Regions from separate parts of the Mus musculus genome. Here all the other regions are linked to region 4. A link is a contact called in public HiChIP or PLAC-seq and promoter capture Hi-C data. All regions are on one chromosome and are shown on one strand. Each heading gives the region's core, a stretch centred on a gene start, on an enhancer-like site or on the middle of the called end of the contact. The rest is flanking DNA. Distances are from core to core; before and after follow the strand shown.

Region 1 (2,730 bases), core at 138-2,637, 450 kb before region 4:
GTGATAGAGTCAAACCAATGATTGCATATTTAAGGTACAGTTTTGAGAGCTGTTTGGGGGTCGCACTGACGGTGCACAGAAACTCCTATTCAGGTGCACGCTGACGGGTTCTGTGTGATGCAGGAATTCAGCTGTTCGGCTAGCCAGCCACCCTGCATTCACAGCAAACATTTAGCTCAGAAAAATTGCATCACCGTAAACATTGCTTCCAAGCCAGGAGTGCGTCATAGGTAAGCCTGCCATGCCATTAAGATGAAATATTGCACACAGCTAGCCATCTGTCTTGGCACGTTTAGCTGTTCATCTACCTCAGGAGGTTTCACTGAACTCTGTGAATATGTCACTTTAAAAGATGGTACCAATTTAAAAATAACATCGAGAACAATTAAAGATATTGTATACGCTGTTCACTTAAAGGGTCCAGACAACCACTGAGAGCTAAGAAGACAATCCTCTCTGATATAAAACGGCCCAGTTATGTGTTATTTCACTACTTACTTGTAGGGATTTTATAGGTATTTTTCATTTTCCACGCACTCCCATCTGGCTCCCTTAAACTTGGCTCTCTTCATGGTTATAAATGAAGTAAATAAGGCAAACTATTGGGAGAAAGGCAAACTAAAGGGAGAAAAAAAATGAGGCAAAGAGAGGCCAGATGGGGTCTCGTGGGAGCAAAGAGTACTAGTCTGCACATTCACATGCAGAGTAGAGAGAATGGACGTCACCTCCGTGATGGCAGATCAGCTTTCCATGACATTGAAGATCCTCCCTGAGCTAATGACGCAGTTCACTCCCTCCCTGCATCTGGGATGCTCATTCACTGACCTGGAGGTGGCTTTTACTATGCATCCATGAATTGCTTGGTACTTTCTCCCATGACTGGTGGAGAAGTCTGTGTGCTTTCTACTGGATAGCGTGTGACTGACGGCCTCAGTCAGTGTGGTAAAATGCCAAGCACAGCAGCATTTTTCTCTTGAGGCACCTGTGTTTAGAACTTAGTCGCCATGCTGAATAGAAGCCCAGGGTGCCTCAGAGAGAAGTCATGTGATGTTATGGCAGCTGGGACCAACATCCCAGGCTAAGTTCATGGCCAAAATACTAAGTTACTGGTAAACATTACTATGTTAACAACCTGGCCTACATGTAAAAGACCCCTTATATATTTTCAACCTTCAGAACTTTGTCATCCCCAAGTCTTTGAGTGCTCCCAGCCGAAGCCACAAATTGTATGGAGCAGAGACAAACCATCCACGCAGTTCTCTGAATCTCTAACCACCCAGGCTACAAGCGTAATTAAATGGCTGTTTCAGGCAACCCAAGTCTGAAGTGGTTTGTTGCACAGCAACCGAAAACTGAGCCCACTCATAGTTGAAGGCTCAGATTGGCGCCGTCTGTTCCCTGGCTCACCCTGTATTGTTCTTCCTATGCTTGTCCCTGCCATGCGCCTCTGTTCTGTGTGCTCCACACCACCCACTACAGTTTGCTCTTCTTACACGTCTATCTCTCTATCCTCACATTCCCCGATTCTCTGATGATGCTATCTCTTTTCCCTGGACATCAGCATCAGAAGACCCAGGGTTTAATACCATCGAGGCCACCCAGTAGCAGAGTAGCCAACCTCTCCAATCCTTACGAGAAGAGAGAGATATAAATCTGATCTATTCCTAGGCTGGAGGCACGGCTTGGTAGTAGAGGGTAGTCTTTTGTTTGTTTGCTTCTGTTTTTGTTTTTAAAGACAGTGTTTCACTGTACATCTCTGGCTGTCCTGGAACTCACTCTGTAGACCAGGCTATCCTCAACCTCAAAGATGTACCTGCCTCTGCTTCGCATGTGCTGGGATCAAAGGCTTGTGCCACCACTACCTGGCACAGAGAGTAGTTTCTAATGAGATCCTGGGTTTGTCTTCACTTCAAGGAAAAAAACGGTAGGATCTATTCATAAATTAAATGACTAAAGTGTTTAAAGTACTTAGTGCCTGGCACATAGTAAACTCTCCATAAATATTAGCTATTATTTTAAGTCCTTTCTATTCTCATGTCTATTGAGCATTAAAGTAGAACCTTTTACTTGAATTTATATGTCAACATTTCCATGAAGACACCCACACCTACTAGACAAAATTAAATTGATCCTTTGTTATGGACCTGTGCGGGTTAGTTTTTGTTAACTAGACACAAACTAAAATTGCTTGGAAAGAGGGAACTTCAACCAAGGCACTGCCTCCATCAGATGGCCTGTTAACACACTGTGGGGAATGTGGAGGGACTCAGTGTCCTGTGGACAGGCTCGCCCTGGCCAGATGGTCCTGGCTTGTATAAGAAAGTAGGCTGAGTGTGTACGGAAGAAGTGCCTGCCTCTGCTCCTGCTTGCATTCTTGCTCTGACTCTTTTAAGTGATGAACTGTGATCAGAATGTGTAGCCAAGTCAGTTGTTACCACAGCAACAGAAAACAAATGAAACAGTAGTCAGATATTCCTGTATTACAGCTTTGTTGTTTCCTCCTCTGTCTTCCCTCTTCCTCCTCCTCCTCCTCCTCCTCCTCCTCCTCCTCCTCCTCCTCCTCCTCATCTTCCTTCTCCTCTTTTTCCTCCTCTTCTTTCTTCTCCTTCCTCTCCTTTTGTCTCATTGTTATCCTGGCTATCCTAGAACTCACTTTATAGACCAGGTTAGCCCCAAACTCACAGAGATCTGCCTGCCTCTGCCTCCACATGCAAAGATTAGAGGTGTGTT
Region 2 (2,700 bases), core at 58-2,557, 300 kb before region 4:
CAAGGCTTAGAAAGACCCTCGGAGACCTCCTCGTGCAAAGCCATAATAAACAGACAGCGAACTAAGCTCAGCAAGAAGGAATGGCTGGCGTAGACGACGGAATGACTAAGCGGGGCGGTTAAGAGCTAACTGCCTGGCTTTATGATCTGGCTCCACTACAAGCAAGAGACCAAGGCATTATCAGCCTCTGCTCTTGTAAATGGGAACAAAATAGCTGTTTCTGCTGGAGTTGATGTGAGGCTTACATGAGAAAATAACCACGGTGCAGTGTTTACAGGGCCATGCCCAGAGAAGTCATTCAATAAACAGCAAGTACAGCCATTGCTGTCACCCAGCATCCGTGCCGGGATTAGTCGTTGGCGTCCCGGGGGCTTCACTGCCAGTCTGGTTTTTCTCGACTCCTCCTGCTGCCATAACTATTCTCCTTAGCCTCTCTCCAGATTCCCCCAGGGAACAAGTCTGGGGAGCTGCTGCTTTTAAACACACCCCCACAGCGGCAGCATTACAGGAACGGTGGTGATGACATAGATCCAGGCTGCCTGTGAGGCTAGAGGATGCCCAGGCTCCTGGTGCTCACATTTCCAGCTTTTCATTGGCATCCTGTGAGACTTTCGACTTTACCCCTAAATCTCTACAATTCTCCCCACCAAGGTGGCAGCTCCCTCCTATGGCACATCGACTGCCTGAGCCCTCTGACAGTAGATTAGGGTGATCTTATCTTTCCTATTAGGAAGTGATTGCAGCTCTTGCTGGGTTCATTAGCAGCTGGAGAACCCCTCCAGATTTATTAGCTCAAACCCCGCTTCCTCTTCACCTCTTCTTCTCAAGCCGCAATAACAGAGACGGCTTTGCCCAGAGCCTTAATTCTTCATGTCCTGTATCCAACCTGCATGTATCTTGTGAAATAAAGATTCCTCCAACCGCCGTCAAGCAAGCTGAAGGGCAGAGAGACTCCATTCCATTCCACTCAGCAACCGAATGAAATATATTTCGTGTGCACCCTATCTAAGCAGGCACACTCAAAGCCCCACAGCAATTGTGGTTACTGGGGAGCCAACAGGTGCTAATACCCACTCTTAGGATCAGTTCTCATCTAAACAGACAAGACAGGGTCCTGGCGTCAACTGATCTTGCAGCATACACAAAAGAGAAGTACAGTAGCAATTAGTAATTCAATAATGTGGCAGAGATTCCTTGCTGACGGCCAAACCTATTTCCCCTTCTGCCTAGGCACTAAACTACATTTCCCAGACATCTTTGCAGGGAGGTGCAGCCATGTAATGAGATCTAGCCAATGGAATTGTAAGAAGTGATCTGTAGGACTTCAAGGCTTGACTCATAAATTACTCTGTGTGTGAACCTCCATGTTTTCCCCTACCCCTGACCTTCATGAGACATATTTATAAGCTAGAAAATGCCTGGGACCCTAAATGACCTTATTTGAGGCTATTTCTATCCCAGCTATCCTTGTCGAACTTCCGGTAAGAAATGTAAGATCTGCCTTCTATATCTGTGGGTTCTGAATCATCGATTCATCCAACAGATGATTGAAAATAGTCAGGGGACATAAGGTCTGGGCTGAGCAAGCGCAGACACTTTCCTTCTCACTGTTCCCTAAATGGTTCCAAATAATAGCTGCTAGCATTTACATTACAGTAGGTATTCATATAGAGACCATTTAAAGTATGTGGGAGAGAATGCCACATCATAAAGGAGGGACTTGAACATCTGCATCTCTATTATCATTATTATTCACAAAGGGCCCTACAACCCATCCCTTGCCACAGTAAGAGACTGCGTGTTTGCCTCTGCATAGTGAAGCTGTGGGATTTGTGAGTTGAATGGCTGTAGTAGTTAGCTCTGCTTAGCAGCTACAATGCCACCAGTAGATATTTTCAAATCCCTTCTAAGAACCTTTAGGGATAGGCGTTACCCCTATACACACCTCACTAATGGGAAAACCAAAGTCCGAAGAGCCCCAGGTCCACACAAGTCCCTGAACACCTCAGAAGCAGGGCTTCTCACCTGTCCTGAACATCCATCGGGGCTTGACTCTCAAACACCAGCTGCTTCCTCTTATTGCAAAGCTTCTTCATTAGAAGGGCCCTACACTACAGCCCTGCGGTCTTGACTCTCCCAATCTGCAAACTCTAACGAGAGAGAAGAAATTTATCTGAGCATTTCACACCCACTGGAGTGGCTCTCACTAAAAGATAAAAATTAAGAAATATTGGCAAGATTGTAGCAAAACTCTACCTCCTGTGCATTGCTATTGGGAATGAAGCATGGTGAAGTCACTCTAGAGAACAGTTTGGTGATGTCCCAATACATTAAAAGGTGATGACTGTCTAGTGAGTTCCCTCGTTAGGTGCATACCCAGGAAGAGTGAAAGCAGAAAGTGGGAGGGACACTCATGTTCATGGGACTATTAGCCACAATACCAAACACCGTGAGCACTCACTATGTGTTAATGCAGGATGTGATGCACATGCACGATGCTATATTATTCAGCTTGAAGAAGGATGAGACTTAAAGACATAATCTACATAAAACAAGCCAGACACAAAAGGATAAATATTGTATGACTTCATTTCCATGAAGCAGGCAGTCATTTTCAGTTGACGGTGTAGAAGTGTGCTTTGTGGCCAGGGCGTGTCTGGGAGGAGGAGGGGATCAGGGTTATAAGAGTAGAGTTTCTGT
Region 3 (2,700 bases), core at 180-2,679, 420 kb before region 4:
CAAGGCCAAGTGGCTCCTTGGGAGCCTTGGCCCTCCCATTGAGAGGGTATTCCCATCAGACCTTGCAAGCCTCCTACTGGCAGGGCAGATCGGTCCGGTCCGAGATACCCTAGGAAAGTATTGCTGACTCCCAGGCTGCAGCAGAGAGGTCAAACAATTCACTCTGAGTCACACAAGGAAAACTACTGACCACACGGAGATCTGAACTCATGGTTCCGGTTCCTAGTTCTTCGGCCGCTGGTGGGCTAAAACCCTCCACTCTCTTCCAGGAACTAGGTTGTTGGCTATTTGCGGTCTGTTTCATAAACACATGCATATATGCTTAGGTTCTCACATGTATAGGAGCATACACACACACACACACATGCACACACACACACACATGCATGCACACACACACACGCAGGCACGCGAGCGTGTGCACACATGCACACACGCATACACACACACACACACAGTTGCATCCAGGTTTCATGTCTAGTACCAAAAAGTGACCCAATACATAAGAGCCTTGTGGGTAGGGCTTCAGAGGCAACTTACTACCAACTTCAGCTAAAAGCAGATCCAGTTGAAGAGTCTATCATACCCGTTGGGCGCCCTGTCTCTCACTTCTCTGAGTAGTGCCTTGCAATGGAAGTCAGGACCACCAAGGTGTGGGGAAATCACACACGCATACACATCTCCTTCTCCTTATACAATACTCTGCATGCTTTAAAGATTCTTTCTTCCTTCTGTTTTCAGAGATGAAAAGGGTAAAGAAAAAGAAAAACCAGATTAATCCTTAGAGCCCCGGGAATTTCAAAGTATCTCCAGGAAGGTTACATTCCTGTTTGTTTGCTTGTATGTTGCATTTAAAAAGTTTGTTTGATGGACTTTCACCCTCTCTCTATGCAGAGGGAGACTACCAAACACCAGTCACTGGGGGGGGGGGGGGAGGAGGGGGGGGGAGTCAGCACCTGAAACCCAGTGCACCTGCAACTCCAAAACCTAAGGGGGAGAGAGAGAGAGAGAGAGAGAGAGAGAGAGAGAGAGAGAGAGAGAGAGAGGTCAGACTTCCATCCCCAAGCACAAGACAAGGGAGCCTTAGAACAGAACCCAGAAGAGACAGGAAAGAAAAAGAAAAAAGAAAAAAAAAAAAACCATGAGAGGAAAGAAAAGGACATCAACAAAAATATACAAATTCAGAAAAGAAAACTTCCCTGTTGAGTTTAATTTTTTTTTCCTGTAAGAACTAGACCCAGGGTACAATGGCCCCTTCCTAGGGGGAATTCAACTGATGACACCATCAATTCTTGGACTGCTCTCTCGGCAGGGCCCCACAACCCAGAATCCACTTATTTGAGTGTGAGGGAAAGGCTCTCTGGGAGGAGATGGGTCCTTGTGCCCACGAGGGACAGCGTCTCTGCCACGTGGGTGCAGTGTCTCATCTCGGATAGGCCGCTCTGCCACAGGGCAGGGAGATCCGCCTCCTGCTGGGGCAGCAGGCTCAGATCGCTTTGTAAAGTCATTGAATCTTGAATCCGGAGAGAAGGAACTTGTAATGTTAGCCCTCCCGCCTCCCCGCCTGGCTCCATGGTCCTTCGCTGCTGCCACTACTCGGGCTCGCTGCTGTTGGTGGTCTTGTCCCACTCCAGGCTCTCCTCGCTGCGCGCTGGCGACGGTCGCGCCCGCAGGCCCTGGAAGCGGCGGCACTCTGGGCACACGCGGATGTGCGTGCAGCCTCGAGCTACTAGGGCGGCCTCCTGTGCCAGTCTCTGCGCCAGCTGGTCTGGCTCCCCGGCGCCACATAGCTTGCCATTGCTGAGCGTCGCTGTGCCTCTGGGTCGGCGCTCCTCCAGGACCGGGGGCTGGGGTGGCAGGCCTCCAGAGCGCCGCCGCCTGGGATGGATATTGTCCTGGCACAGGATGATGTTGCGCAGTTCTGTCACCATCTCCTGACACACAGACACCTGGGGGAGACAGCGGAGGTCACAGATAGCCACTCAGAACCAGCCTCCTGAGTCTCCTTGTGTCTATAGGCATGGAGTGATGGGAGGCTCTCTCTCATCTCCGGTGAGGAGATTAAATGACTTCTCCCCTCTCCTGCTTAAGGCTCAAAAGCCCCCCAACAGCCTTCATGTAACAGCTCTGCCAGATGATGCCCAATCTCTGGTCACCTTCAAAGAGCAATATCAGCATCTTGGGAAAGACAGGATGCCATTTTGACACATTCCCACCAACACTACGTCCTCCCACTCTGCTTAGCTTCTTCTACCACTGAGAAGTTCATCCGATGACCTCAGGGAAATTTGGATCTTGAAACTTACTTAGAACAAACACTCTCTTAAACATCAGTCTGCCTGGTATTTGAAAACATTGTCATGAACAGTTTGTCTTTAGTCCAAAGATGCTTGTGCCTTTTACCCACCATGCCTGATTGAGTTGTTTGAGCTGGAAAGGAACATTCTGGAAATACAGTGAGAGGAAGCAGCCTCCTTTTCTTCCCTATTCTCTCTTTCATCTCCACCAACATGACAGTTCTACTATGGCCAAAAGCCATCACAAGCCTTGACTTCCTTATAACTGTCCTCAATGGAGTTGCCAACAGCTGGCGGTGATGTACCCCGGAAACCACTGGAATAAACGCTTGCACATCTGAAGGTCCACGGTCCCCTAATAGGAAAGGCTTGGCTCCAGCTGCGTCTCAAAATGCAGAATATT
Region 4 (2,700 bases), core at 186-2,685:
CTCTGACCCAGGGACTACAAGGCTAGCTTTTCCAGGTGCTCCCAAAAGGGACACTACCACCAGACGACCCACTGGAGCCAAAAAGAAGATAGTTCTCTTTGTCCCTGGCAGGGCTCAGATCCTCTTGGCCAACCCTCAGCCCTCCTGCCCTGGTCTCAAGAGATACCTACTTGTCAGGCACAGTGGCCAGGCCCAGCCAGAGTTCCCCTCCTCTTTCCAGACAGCCCAGGCCCCTGGGAGACATGCCCAGAAGAGCCACTGGAGGGAGGCAGGGAGGTGGCACCGCGTGGCATCACCAGACAACAGCACCAAGAGGAAGATGGCAGCATCAAGTACAGATGCCAAGAACCACACAGCCCAAGGTCCAAGAGGGGACCAGCTCAGCCTGCATAGCCTGGCTACAGCCAGGCAACCTGGCCCGCGTGCCTTGTCTATCCCTTTGGTCGCGCCTCCCCCAACCCCAAAGCCCTGGGCCAACTCTCCCCAGGCTCCACCTCCTCCCTCACTTTCCTCAGCTCCAGGGAGCCCAGGGAGGGAGGCACAGGTGCTCTTGGCGCCTTGGACAAACCCCCTGTCCCAGCCGTCACCAGGGCGCCTTCCACCCCAAGCTGGGTCGGAACCACTCCGGCTCTGCCCGGTCCTCACTAAAGAACATCTCCTTAGCTCCCCTCCCCCTCCACTGATCCCCTTCCCCCTCCAGCGCCCAATGCAGGTCTCCAGAGTTTTTCCCTTACTTCCCACTCGGGTGAACTAGGGTGGGATGGCTAAGAGGCCCATTAGTCGCAAGAAGGAGGGTCATTTCTGATAGGACGCTGGCTTGGCCCAAAGCAAGACGGCGTGCAGGGTTGGGGGTGTGGTGGTGGCCGGAGTCCAGGGCCCGAGCAGGGGTGGTCAAGACAGATGGCAAAGAGGGAAGGGAGAAGGGGGCTCAGAAGCCGGGCTGGTCTGATGGAAGACTGTGGCGGGCAAGAGCGGCCCGTAGGAGAAGCCGAGGGTGACGAGGCGGGGTAGAATCGCCAGTGTCGGGAAGGGGCCGTCATCCCTGCAGGGGGCAGAGGCTGGGCTGGGAGTTGGACTGGGAAGAGGGAGGATCACAGAAGGAGGATCGGAGCGGAGGAGAGGAGGCGCAGGGGGAAGCAGGCAGGGATGGAGACTAGGGGAAGTACGGGGCAAGGTGGCGGGGGCTCAGCGGAGAATCCGGGGTCGCAGGCATCAGAGTGCAGGGGACTGGGCAGCTGGAGGCGGGAGCGGGGCCAGGCAGGGTGCGGGCCGCGGCCCGGAGGGAGCTAGCGGCGGAGACGTCAGAAGTCGGGGTGCGGCGCAGCCCCGGGGGGCGCGGGGAGACAGCGTAGGGCGCCGGTCGGGGGCGGCGCGGGGGCTGCTGCCCTTACCTGGGCGGCTCCGCACTCCGGGCGCCAAGCTGGGGACCCGACGTTGCTCGGCCGGCGGCCCGGCTGTTGTTTTCCCTTTTTTTTTTTTTTTTCTTTTTTTTTTTTTCTTCCGCAGCGGCGGCGGCGGCGGCTCCAGCTCGATCCGCCAGCAGCCGAAGGCAGAGTCTGTGTCCGGCTGCGAGCGAGCCGGGAGCGGGCAGCGCGGGAGGCGCGCGGAAAGGCGCTGAGGCGCCGCCCGGCGGGCAGTGAGGGAACTGCGGCGGTCCCGCACGCGGCCGGCCGGGGAGGGGGCGTCCCTTCCGGGCCGCGGCCGCCGGAGTCTCCGCTCGCCGGCGGGGTCTTTAGCTGGGGACCCGGACCTAGGTAGCCGAGCGGCGAGGCGGGGAGGCCGGAACAGACAGAGCCAAACTTGCAGCTTCCCTGATCCGGACGATCGGGAGACGGCGGGCCGGGGATGGGGGGGCTCCGGGTGGGCGCTGCAGAGGACTGACCCCCAAGTGAGGAGCTGGGGTACACTTCACCATCCAGCGCCAAGGGGCAGCCCGCCCTGGTCCGCAGGAGTTATTAGCTTGGCCTGCTTCGGTGGGCGAAGGGCGACTCCTGGTGGCGTTTTAGGGGCCAGACCTAGGGGACGAGGCGTAGAGACTGCGGCCTCCTCGGTGGTGGCGCGGAGCTGGGTGAAGCTTTGCTTTAGCAAGGCCAGATAGACCACAATGTTTCAGGAGGCCGAAGAACCACAGCTCACGTTTGGAAGTCTACTGGTTTGTGCACACAGACCTCCTGGGAGAAGTTGTCACTTTATGCTACACATAAGGAAACCTCGGCCTAGGAAAGGTGAAAGACCTAGCCTTCACCAGGAGCTGGGGGCTGGACCAAGAGAGAACCAAGCTACTTGGTTTGAGGGATCATTTGGCCACATCATAGCAGCCTTGGGGTGGGTGGGTGGGGGGCTAGAAAAGGAGAGGGCAGAGGAGCAGGAGGCCTCAGGGGGTCAAGTGACTTCCTCAAACCGATTAGTTCCTCATTTCAAACCCAGAGTCTTAGCCGTAGACAAACCCGGAAAGCATCTAAGCCAGCCTCCCAATCGTCTCCCACTCTTCCTTCACACCTAACCACCTGCTTACCCTAAAGTCTCCACGAAGGGGCTGTTCTAGGCATTCTTGGTTGGTTCTAGGGCCTGGGAGGACAATATACACGGACTACAGGATATTTGTTGACACTCCCTATATCATGCCGGGAGGGCAGCAGAGCTGAGTTACCTGCTTGGGGGGCTGGGGGGGGTGGCGATTGTGGTTGTAAGAGCCTGTTC
Region 5 (2,975 bases), core at 104-2,603, 370 kb after region 4:
TGCATGTGCACCTTCTTAGGGCCATGAGCATAGGAAAACCTCCAGCAGCTATGTTCTAGTGAGATATTTAGGTGGCTCTAAGAACCAGGGATAGAAGAAGGAACTTCACAACCTCAAAAGGCCCAGACTATAATCCCAGGCCTGTAACGGGCTGAAGTCAGTGTCCTCTTAGTGCCTAAGTTTTATCTCTGTCAGAAGGCACAGCTGGGGACTCAGGTGGCAAAGGCAGCCAGGTTGGGGGTGGGGGTGTTCCCCAGAGACCAGACATTGATTCTTTCCTTTCTCTACAGTAGGTTTTTTTTGTATGACTCAGAAAAACCTGCACACCTTCTCTTCTTGGCCGGGCCCTATGGAATGACCTCCAAGATATCACAGTGGGTGAAATGTTCACCGGGCAAGCATGAAGACCTGATTCACTCTCTAGCACCATGTAAACACTAGATGTGGTATCCTGTGTCTGTAGTACCACTGATAGGAAAGAGACAAGCAGATCCAATGGCCAGCTCCAGCTTCAGGAAGATCTTCTGCCTCAAAAAAAGGAATGTGCAATTGAGCAAGATGTTGGACAGACAGACACATACAGAGGCATGAGTACACACACACACACACACACACACACACACACACACACACACACACACACGAGGGGGACAGAGAGAGAAAGAGACAGAGACAGAGAGAGAGAGACAGAGGCAGAGAGAGAGCCAGAGAGTGAGCGAGAGAGAGAGAGAGAGAGAGAGCCAGAGAGAGAGAGAGAGAACCAGAGAGAGAGAGAGAGAACCAGAGAGAGAGAGAGAGAGAGAGAGAGAGAGAGAGAGAGAGAGAGAGCCAGACTGAGGATTGTAGAGAGGCTTAAATAAGCTCAGACACGTAAAATACCCAAGACATCAGTCGCAAATTGGTTAGAATCAGTTGTGCATACAAGACCTGGGCCACAGCTTCCCTCAGAATATGCTGTCCTAGGGTGGAGACTTGCTTTTGATGTCCAACCCGCAAATTACAAGGCGATTTGGCTTGTGTGACCCAATTAAGAAGCCTTCTGTCCCGTGAACCTCTGCGGACACCTCACCTTCTGCCCCCAGGGGCAATGACCTCCTCAAAGCCTGCCCACCTGTGTGGACAGAGGCTCTGCCTTCCTGCCAGAAGTGCATCTGATGAAGCAGCCTAACAGGTTGTCAGTGGTGGGAAGTAATAAAACTGGGACATAAAAAACACTTCTTTAAAATCCCGGGCTGGGGATGGATGTGCAGGCGTGGCCCAGGTAATTAACCACTCTGCCCCGCCTGTCTCTCTCGGCCCGTTTTGTCAGGTTGCTCCTCCTATGGCTCCTCCTCCTGCCCCACCTTCTCCCCACAGGTGTGTCCCTGGGCTCTGGCTGCCAGCCCCACTTCGTGCCCCGAGACATCCGCTGAAGCCACCTGCCACGAGACCCCAACCAGCAGACACAGGCTAGCAAGTGACCTACCATGGAAGGTGCCGATGCCTGCAGGAGCAATGGGGCCAGCCCGGAAGCCAGGGACACCCGCAGCCCACCGGGTCCCAGCGGCAGCCTAGAGAATGGCACTAAAGCAGACAGTAAGGACACCAAGACAACCAACGGGCACAGTGGGGAGGTGACAGAGGGCAAGACCCTGGGCAGTGCCCTGAAGTCAGGGGAGGGGAAGAGTGGCCTATTTTCCAGCAATGAGTGGCGCAGGCCTATCATCCAGTTTGTGGAGTCTGTCGACGACAAAGGCTCCAGTTACTTCAGTATGGACTCTGCGGAAGGCAGGAGGTCCCCTTATGCGGGGCTCCAGTTGGGGGCTTCCAAGAAACCTCCTGTGACCTTTGCTGAGAAGGGGGAGCTGCGAAAGTCCATTTTCTCCGAGCCCCGCAAACCCACGGTGACCATCGTGGAGCCCGGGGAAGTCCGCAGGAATAGCTACCCCAGGGCTGACTCCAGCCTCCTGGCGCGGGCAAAGTCGGGCTCCGAGGAGGTGCTGTGCGACTCCTGCATCGGCAACAAGCAGAAGGCCGTCAAGTCCTGCCTGGTGTGCCAGGCTTCCTTCTGTGAGCTGCATCTGAAGCCCCACCTGGAGGGCGCTGCCTTCCGGGACCACCAGCTGCTCGAGCCCATCCGAGACTTCGAGGCCCGAAAATGTCCCTTGCACGGCAAGACTATGGAGCTCTTCTGTCAGACCGACCAGACCTGCATCTGTTATCTCTGCATGTTCCAGGAGCACAAGAACCACAGCACCGTGACGGTGGAGGAGGCCAAGGCAGAGAAGGAGGTGACTTGCTAGGCCCCTCGCTGCCTTCCCTTAACCCTCCCACTTGGATCCTCACTGGGGACTTATGGCTTCACGGTGCTCTGCTTTTAGGAAACATTTCTTCCTCCTCTTCATCTTCACCCTGGGGGTCAGAGGTCACTCTAACTTCCAACGATCTTAAGAGGGACATCCCGTTCGAGCCAACAGAAGATTAGACGCTAGGCAAAGCACACCAGATGAATCCTAAGTCGGGCTGGAGTGTAGAACGGAAGGATTCAGAACTCTCTGCTTGGCTGATCTGTTGTCTGTCCCTCTGTCTGTCTCTCCCTCTGTCTGTCTGTCTGTCTCTCTCTGTCTCTCCCTCCCTCTCTCCCTCCCCTCCCCCTGTCCTCACAGGTGATACTAAGGCAGGAAGACTCTAAGAGGGGACTTGAGGGCTCCTGAGTACCCTTTTTTTCTGATTCCAGGTTTGCACTTGCAGTCCTGCAGCTGCTGGCTCTGCCCTAATCTGGAAGTCACCCCACCCCACCCCACCCACCCCCATCCCCTCCTCTGCTCTCAGCTGGGCCCTGTGCCCTTTGTTTGTGTGGCTCCAGCAGACAGGTCTGTGCCTGTGGGTGGACAACATTGGATCGAGAGCATGTGTGGGTGGGTGGATGTAAATGTGTGTTTTATACGCACACGGGTGTCTGCGAATGTGGGTGTCTGCCCCTATTTATGTATGGG
Region 6 (2,700 bases), core at 146-2,645, 470 kb before region 4:
CAGAAAGAATACAGAGAGTAGCAGGCCAGCCTGGGCTACCCAGTGAGGTCAAGGCCAAGAGAATCTGTATCATAAAGCCACTACTTTGTAAAAACCTTTCATTCGTGTGTGTGTGTGTGTGTGTGTGTGTATAGGTGCACAAACTAAATCATAATGCCCTTATCAGTGTGAGGTTTTTGCTTTTTTCCTTAAGTTAGAGCTATGGTTAAAGCCAAAGGACCCAGGCTGACTAAACATCCTTAATCCAGTTCTCTGCTCAAGACGAGCCTATGAGATCCTATCAAGAGCTACAGAGACAGAATACAAAAGGGGCAAGCCTAACCAAGCCTGCTTTGGGCCCCAGGGCCTCCCCCATCTTCCCCCCAAACAGTTTGCTCAAGCACTCTTCGCTCAAGATGGAACCACTGAAATCTATTCAAGAGTTTCTTGATACACAGGCAAAGGCTATACAAAAGCAGAGAGAAGGACAAGTCCCAGCCAAGCTTTTAGCTGGCCTTGAGGTCCTGCCAGTTTCCTTAACAGCCCTAAGGCGGAGCCTACAAACTCCTGTAGCTAAGCAACCTTGGAGTGGGGCTCCTCCTTCCTCCACTGACTGTCAACAGTTCAACTCCTCCAATCAACTTTTCCTCAACTACAACTTCTGCAATTGCTGCCTGTGTCCCTAAGGAGGACGAATCCTCTTCCCTTCTCCAAATCCCAGACTGTCTTCCTAGTAGTTCCAGAAGCCTGTACTCTATTCAGTTTATCACAGATCATTTCGCACCATTACCAAGAAGCTAGGATGGAGTCTCCTGGCAGCCCCCAATCTTAATACGGCTTGGTGCAAAAACATGCTCCCCAAATTCCTAGCAAACTACAAGCTTTAAGCAGTCCAGGAAGGGACAGGCTTAGTGATCCAGGAGTTACAGGGACAGCTGCTCTTTCCCACTAAGATACCAAATCTTACAGATGGGGATACACCCCGAGGACTTGACACGTCCAGTTGTTTTCATCATTTTCCTGATTCAGTGATTCAAAGCTAAGTTTCCCACCCAGGGAGCCGCTTCCATACCCCAGGCCTCAAGGAGGCTGGGAGCATCTGGCTTGCTGCCGCTGTCCAGCCTTCTGCCCTCCATCAGTGCGCCGTCCTCCCAGGATCCCAGGCTTGGCCTCCTACCCCCACAGGTGGAGCATGCCTCGGGCCTCCGGCCCCGGAGGAGGAGCAGCGGCCGGGCTACACTCACCCCTCGGCCCGGGAGGCGGCGGCTCCTCGGGCTGCGCCTCCGCCCGCCCGGCCACCGCGTCGCCGCTCGGCTTCCGGCCTGCTCCAGGCCGGCCCCGGACCGGCTCCACTTCACCTCGACCCCTTCTCCGGCCGCCAGAGCCCAGTGTCCTGCATTGACCCGGAAGCAGCTTTCCGGGGACCCCAACAACAACACGTGACCCCGCCGCACGTGTCACGTCCGCTGCGTGATTGGGAGGGGCCAGAGGAGACGAGCCTCTCAGAGCGAGCTGCGGTTGCCATGGCAACCGGGAATGGTGGCATTCACCTAGAGTGGATCAGAATTACACCCCATCTGCTTGCTTTTCTTACCAGTGCAGCAGGGGAGCAACCAACCACAGGTCCAAAGACCGATCACCTACAAGAGAAGCATCCTTGGAGAAAGGAGCCCTGGACGAACGTGTCCAAACACACCTGCAATCTTGGCCTGACTCAGTGTAACCCTACTTGTGATCACTACCTGTCTTTGACTTCACAGGCCTCATCTATAAAATGTCCTGTACGATCTCTATACTTCATATACATCTAGGCGTAGGGGACAGTTTGACCTTCGTTCTGTGCCCCCTCTAGTCCCGAGGCACCTGAAGCTCCCAAACACTAACAATTTACAATTTTCACCTATTGTGTGTGCTTTACAGCCATAGCCAATAAATACATGAGATTAAAAAGAAAGAAAGAAAGAAAGAAAGGAAAAAAGGAAGGAAGAAAGAAGAGAAAAGAAAAGAAAGGAAAGGAAAGGAAAAGAAAAGAAAAGAAAAGAAAAGAAAAGAAAAACACACAAAACATAACCCACAAACCTCCTAAAGGACATATTTTGTAGAATTGAAAATTGAAGTTTGGGGAGTCAAATGATCTGCTCATGACCACCTACTTAGCCAAAATGACATGGCTGAGACTTGAAACCAGGTCAGGCTGGCTCCAAAGAAAATATGCTTCACACCAGGCCACGCATAGCCCCGGCTCCGAAGCCTCACACTTGGCTGTTAGGTTGTTTGCTTTTGTGCCCACGGAATAGAGATGGTGCAGGCTGATCCCGAGGAGGAACCAGCCATGCACAGATATGTGAATGGAAAGTCTAGGAGTTGAGGAGAGTTCCATGCCCAGTGTCAATCTGTGTGTGTCCAGGAGGATGTGGGGGTTGCCACAAACATGCACATGTGTATACTGGCTCCCAGAAAGAGGAAAACAAAAATTCTTACCAACCTCAGGCCCTGGGGACTTCAATTGATTCTTCTGTCTTGTCCCATAGGCAGGACTTAGGCTGGAGAGAGACTTGAGAAGGACCTGGTTAAGAAACACGTTCTGAGGTCTATGGGTCAGGCAGTGGCTTAGAGTACTCTTACGCGATTGCCTCCTGCCCAGAAAAGCACTTTGCTGACACCTTAGGAGGGACTAGAGATATTGGCAGGACCACAGCTAAAAGGAGCCTCAGTGGGAAG
Region 7 (2,731 bases), core at 62-2,561, 350 kb before region 4:
AATAAATATCCCTTGGATGAACAAACGGAAACATTCAGTGTCTTATCTCCCAATGAAGGGAAGGATGGATGGCGGACTGGACAGGATCCTACGAGCTGAGGACTCTTGATTCTGGATTACGCGTTCCCCTTCCCAACCCATGACCATTCTCAGGAAAGCCCGTGTTTCTCAGCATTATCTAAGCACCTAACCACACTCTCCTTTGCTCTCCTTTTCCTCTGCAACTGCTTCCTGTCTTTCGGAGTTCATCACAAATGATGCTTTCTCAGGCTTTGCTGCCTTCCCCCAGGGCTCTTTCCTCCACATCTCGGGGCTCTGGCTTCCCACCCCTTTCTGTTTTTTTTTTTTTTTTTTTTTTGTCCACTCTGTTTATGATAGATCAGTCATCTCAGCCCAGCCTTCCTGGGCCTCAGGAGTTCCTGAAAGTCATAATGGGGGACTACAGGCTTCTTTTATTTTCCAAAAAAAAAAAAAAAGCCAAGAGAAATAGACATATTTGAAGGCCTTACACATATTACCTAGTAGGGGTTAGATTGTGCAGATGGCCTATGCATTGCCTTGCTCGGGGCTGAAAGAATATCAATGTGATGTTGTTAGTTATCTTTCCCTGGTGAGATGCTGTGTGGGGTGGGGAAATACCCTCTTGATTAGTTAATATCAGAGTGGGGAAGAACAAAGCAATTATTGCTTAACATGTAGTTGGCTTAATTGACAGATCTTTTGAAACATGAAGTCTTCAGGGCCAGTGGTGATGGTAAGACCTTGGCTGTGAATAGTTGACTTAGCCCATCTGCTCAATGATAACCTCTTTGAAGATACAGGCCAATACATACTCATCTCTGGTATTTATGAGTAAGCAGAGTGCCAGGCACACAACAGGGGACAGAGTTGGGAGGTAGACTTGGTAATTACTGAATAGAAATGAATCAAGTGGAAAGGCAGATGGTCGGTCAACTTATGGGTTCATTGAGAACTCTCTTGTCACTGTCTGGAAGTAAAGGAAAGGCCATGGAGGTCCACAGACATCTAGGTGTCAACTTAAGGGTGGGTGGGGGGATGGTTTTGGATATAGCAGCTACCAAGCAAAGTGGGCTGCTGGTGAAGACGGAATCATCTCAGAGTACTGGATCCAGCTGGTCTCACCTATGTAGAAAGGTCCCATTTCTAGGGATTCTAAGCAGCTCTCCTAGCCACCCAGATCCCTGGGGAGAGGCATTCACACACCGTGGTCTCTCTCCCTCTGCCCCAGCTGCTCAGCAGCTCATCAGATATCATTTCCATACGAAACAGCAACTGGAGTGCAATTACACTGTCATAAATTGGCCTCTGCGCTGTGATTAGCATTCCCATCTTCTGTTCCCTGGGAAGCCCACAAGCAAGAGCTTGGGGAGGAGGCACCCTCGGGAGCTGCAGCTGGAGGCCCGAGAAACCCCGCTTACCAGGATGGTGGTGACGACCAGGGTGGTGTTGAAGAGACTGTCAGAGATGTTGGAGGCGTAGAGGCGGCTGTCCATGCTGAGGCCCTCTGCCACATGCCACTGGCCAATCTGAGGAGACCAAGGGGGGAGAGGATGGGAAGGCTTGAGGAAGGGACGGCTCCGGCTGCAGGTTGCTGGACTTGAGAGCAGCAGAGGACAGTGGTCTACTGTGGGTAGATGGCAAGAGGGAAGGATGGGGAGAGATATAGAGGAGCAATAGGCTAGACCAGAACTGGGGGACACCGTACAAGATTGAGTGTCTTGAGGGAAAGGGGATGTCCAAGTGAAGACAGAAAAGATCAAAGACTTGGAAGAGATGAGAGAAATAGAGAAATTAGGAGTATAGCATGGTTGTAGAGAAGTTCTGATAGCAGAAGGGAGTGGGGCAGAGGGACAGGGAAATGTGTTCTTTTTCAAGCCTCCTTTGGTCTACCCTGGATAAACCCAATTATCTAGGTAAGAATAAGAATGGCAGCATGTATCCTTGTACATTTAAAAATTGCTTGAGGTAAAAATATTGGTGGCTCATGTCTGCACTTGCAAGGTCAAGGCAGAAGGATTGCTTTCCGTTAACCTGGGCTACCTGGTAAGTTCAAGGATAGCCTGGGCTACATGGTGAGACTCTATCTTAACAAATAAACAAAAGCGTGATCGAGAGGATAGATATAAGATGAACAGAAACTGGTATGTAGTGGACCTTTTTGCTTGCCCGGGTTGGGAATGCAGCTCAGTGATGATGCCCCAGGTTCAATTCTTGGTACCGGAAAGCCTACATGAAATTATGTTGCTACAGGAGCAGGAAGCTAAATGATTATTGTACATTTAAGCATATGGCTGAGTGAATGAGTCAGAAGAAGGCAGTGTCAAGTCCTAGTCTCCTTCATCCTCTGCCTCCCTGTGAGGTTCCCCCAGAGCTTTGGCTCTTCCAGCTAGAAATAAAAATGGAAATGTTCGCCTCCCTTCTCAGAACCCAGATATCATGTATGGACCGGTTTGATGCCATAGTTCCCATTCCAGCGAGGAACATAAAACCCACTGTGTAACCTCAGTGATATTTCTGCGCTCCTAGGCATGCTTCCTTCTGTGCCAAATGAGAATAATAACAGAAGCTTCTGGTGGGCATCATGAGGATGGATTTAACCTGGCACTCCATAAATGTTATTTTTCCATCCATTTATTTACTGTGTTTTTAAATTGTCCTCTATTTGTCTTATTTTTATCTTATTGTGGTTAAAGGAACATTTACACAGAGG

Evidence for each region. Promoter capture Hi-C pulls out the DNA fragments that hold promoters and counts their contacts. HiChIP or PLAC-seq counts read pairs in DNA pulled down with a chosen protein or histone mark.
Region 1: an H3K4me3 HiChIP or PLAC-seq map of forebrain shows a contact between it and region 4, with 6 times the contacts expected there. The contact joins the enhancer-like site here to the promoter of Grik4 in region 4. A contact is called at or near these places in 8 of 39 promoter capture datasets (cranial neural crest, embryonic stem cells, epiblast stem cells and 3 more), 1 of 15 datasets of contacts at CTCF or cohesin (stem cell-derived epiblast-like cells), 2 of 484 Hi-C or Micro-C datasets (embryonic stem cells and stem cell-derived neural stem cells), 15 of 115 datasets of contacts at active chromatin or transcription factors (astrocytes, craniofacial prominence, differentiating embryonic stem cells and 10 more) and 3 of 9 other capture datasets (adipose tissue, embryonic stem cells and liver).
Region 2: a contact with region 4 is called in a promoter capture Hi-C map of hippocampal neurons, with 2.3 times the contacts expected there. The contact joins the enhancer-like site here to the promoter of Grik4 in region 4. A contact is called at or near these places in 14 of 39 promoter capture datasets (the 3T3-L1 cell line, 3T3-L1-derived adipocytes, the C10 cell line and 8 more), 2 of 15 datasets of contacts at CTCF or cohesin (both in embryonic stem cells), 3 of 484 Hi-C or Micro-C datasets (cerebellum, cortical neurons and hippocampal excitatory neurons), 20 of 115 datasets of contacts at active chromatin or transcription factors (VIP interneurons, astrocytes, craniofacial prominence and 11 more) and 3 of 9 other capture datasets (adipose tissue, embryonic stem cells and pancreatic islet).
Region 3: a contact with region 4 is called in an H3K4me3 HiChIP or PLAC-seq map of forebrain, with 7 times the contacts expected there. The contact joins the enhancer-like site here to the promoter of Grik4 in region 4. A contact is called at or near these places in 20 of 39 promoter capture datasets (the 3T3-L1 cell line, 3T3-L1-derived adipocytes, the C10 cell line and 12 more), 2 of 15 datasets of contacts at CTCF or cohesin (the NIH/3T3 cell line and embryonic stem cells), 3 of 484 Hi-C or Micro-C datasets (the HPC-7 cell line, muscle stem cells and nephron progenitors), 15 of 115 datasets of contacts at active chromatin or transcription factors (VIP interneurons, craniofacial prominence, embryonic basal ganglia and 8 more) and 1 of 9 other capture datasets (liver).
Region 5: a contact with region 4 is called in a promoter capture Hi-C map of embryonic stem cells, with 3 times the contacts expected there. The contact joins the promoter of Trim29 here to the promoter of Grik4 in region 4. A contact is called at or near these places in 6 of 39 promoter capture datasets (embryonic stem cells, hematopoietic stem and progenitor cells, hippocampal neurons and 2 more), 1 of 484 Hi-C or Micro-C datasets (the G1E-ER4 cell line) and 1 of 115 datasets of contacts at active chromatin or transcription factors (embryonic stem cells).
Region 6: a promoter capture Hi-C map of hippocampal neurons shows a contact between it and region 4, with 10 times the contacts expected there. The contact joins the promoter of Tbcel here to the promoter of Grik4 in region 4. A contact is called at or near these places in 24 of 39 promoter capture datasets (the 3T3-L1 cell line, 3T3-L1-derived adipocytes, the C10 cell line and 12 more), 2 of 15 datasets of contacts at CTCF or cohesin (the NIH/3T3 cell line and stem cell-derived epiblast-like cells), 9 of 484 Hi-C or Micro-C datasets (embryonic stem cells, palatal mesenchyme, stem cell-derived neural stem cells and 2 more), 24 of 115 datasets of contacts at active chromatin or transcription factors (VIP interneurons, astrocytes, bone marrow-derived macrophages and 15 more) and 3 of 9 other capture datasets (adipose tissue, embryonic stem cells and liver).
Region 7: an H3K4me3 HiChIP or PLAC-seq map of embryonic basal ganglia shows a contact between it and region 4, with 4 times the contacts expected there. The contact joins the enhancer-like site here to the promoter of Grik4 in region 4. A contact is called at or near these places in 12 of 39 promoter capture datasets (3T3-L1-derived adipocytes, the C10 cell line, cranial neural crest and 6 more), 1 of 15 datasets of contacts at CTCF or cohesin (embryonic stem cells), 3 of 484 Hi-C or Micro-C datasets (cranial neural crest, embryonic stem cells and nephron progenitors), 18 of 115 datasets of contacts at active chromatin or transcription factors (VIP interneurons, bone marrow-derived macrophages, craniofacial prominence and 12 more) and 2 of 9 other capture datasets (adipose tissue and embryonic stem cells).

The regions. Positions count from the first base shown.
Region 1 is chr9:42,490,599-42,493,328 of GRCm38.p6, forward strand. All of the region lies in intron 4 of Gm16322 (a long non-coding RNA gene), which reads left to right. Among named protein-coding and RNA genes, the nearest start is that of Tbcel, 20 kb to the left of the region's middle. Within about 2 kb of position 1,388, at least 19 of the 459 cell types and tissues checked have an H3K27ac peak or open chromatin away from gene starts, as enhancers often do. A contact at or near this core is called in embryonic basal ganglia, forebrain and hippocampal neurons, where this site is marked.
Region 2 is chr9:42,646,519-42,649,218 of GRCm38.p6, forward strand. All of the region lies in intron 8 of Grik4 (glutamate receptor, ionotropic, kainate 4), which reads right to left. Among named protein-coding and RNA genes, the nearest start is that of Gm36590, 26 kb to the right of the region's middle. Within about 2 kb of position 1,308, at least 7 of the 459 cell types and tissues checked have an H3K27ac peak or open chromatin away from gene starts, as enhancers often do. A contact at or near this core is called in hippocampal neurons, where this site is marked.
Region 3 is chr9:42,519,237-42,521,936 of GRCm38.p6, forward strand. It overlaps Grik4 (glutamate receptor, ionotropic, kainate 4), which reads right to left. Exons shown (of 21, transcript NM_175481.5): 21 at 1,176-1,949. The coding sequence ends at 1,593. Among named protein-coding and RNA genes, the nearest start is that of Tbcel, 48 kb to the left of the region's middle. Within about 2 kb of position 1,430, at least 77 of the 459 cell types and tissues checked have an H3K27ac peak or open chromatin away from gene starts, as enhancers often do. A contact at or near this core is called in VIP interneurons, craniofacial prominence, forebrain and 3 more, where this site is marked.
Region 4 is chr9:42,942,936-42,945,635 of GRCm38.p6, forward strand. It overlaps Grik4 (glutamate receptor, ionotropic, kainate 4), which reads right to left and starts at 1,436. Exons shown (of 21, transcript NM_175481.5): 1 at 1,392-1,436.
Region 5 is chr9:43,309,410-43,312,384 of GRCm38.p6, forward strand. Trim29 (tripartite motif-containing 29) reads left to right here and starts at 1,354. Exons shown (of 9, transcript NM_023655.2): 1 at 1,354-2,270. The coding sequence starts at 1,467.
Region 6 is chr9:42,470,843-42,473,542 of GRCm38.p6, forward strand. It overlaps Tbcel (tubulin folding cofactor E-like), which reads right to left and starts at 1,396. Exons shown (of 8, transcript NM_173038.5): 1 at 1,224-1,396. All of the region lies in intron 1 of Gm16322 (a long non-coding RNA gene), which reads left to right.
Region 7 is chr9:42,596,415-42,599,145 of GRCm38.p6, forward strand. Grik4 (glutamate receptor, ionotropic, kainate 4) reads right to left here. Exons shown (of 21, transcript NM_175481.5): 12 at 1,440-1,547. Among named protein-coding and RNA genes, the nearest start is that of Gm36590, 76 kb to the right of the region's middle. Within about 2 kb of position 1,312, at least 8 of the 459 cell types and tissues checked have an H3K27ac peak or open chromatin away from gene starts, as enhancers often do. A contact at or near this core is called in VIP interneurons and embryonic basal ganglia, where this site is marked.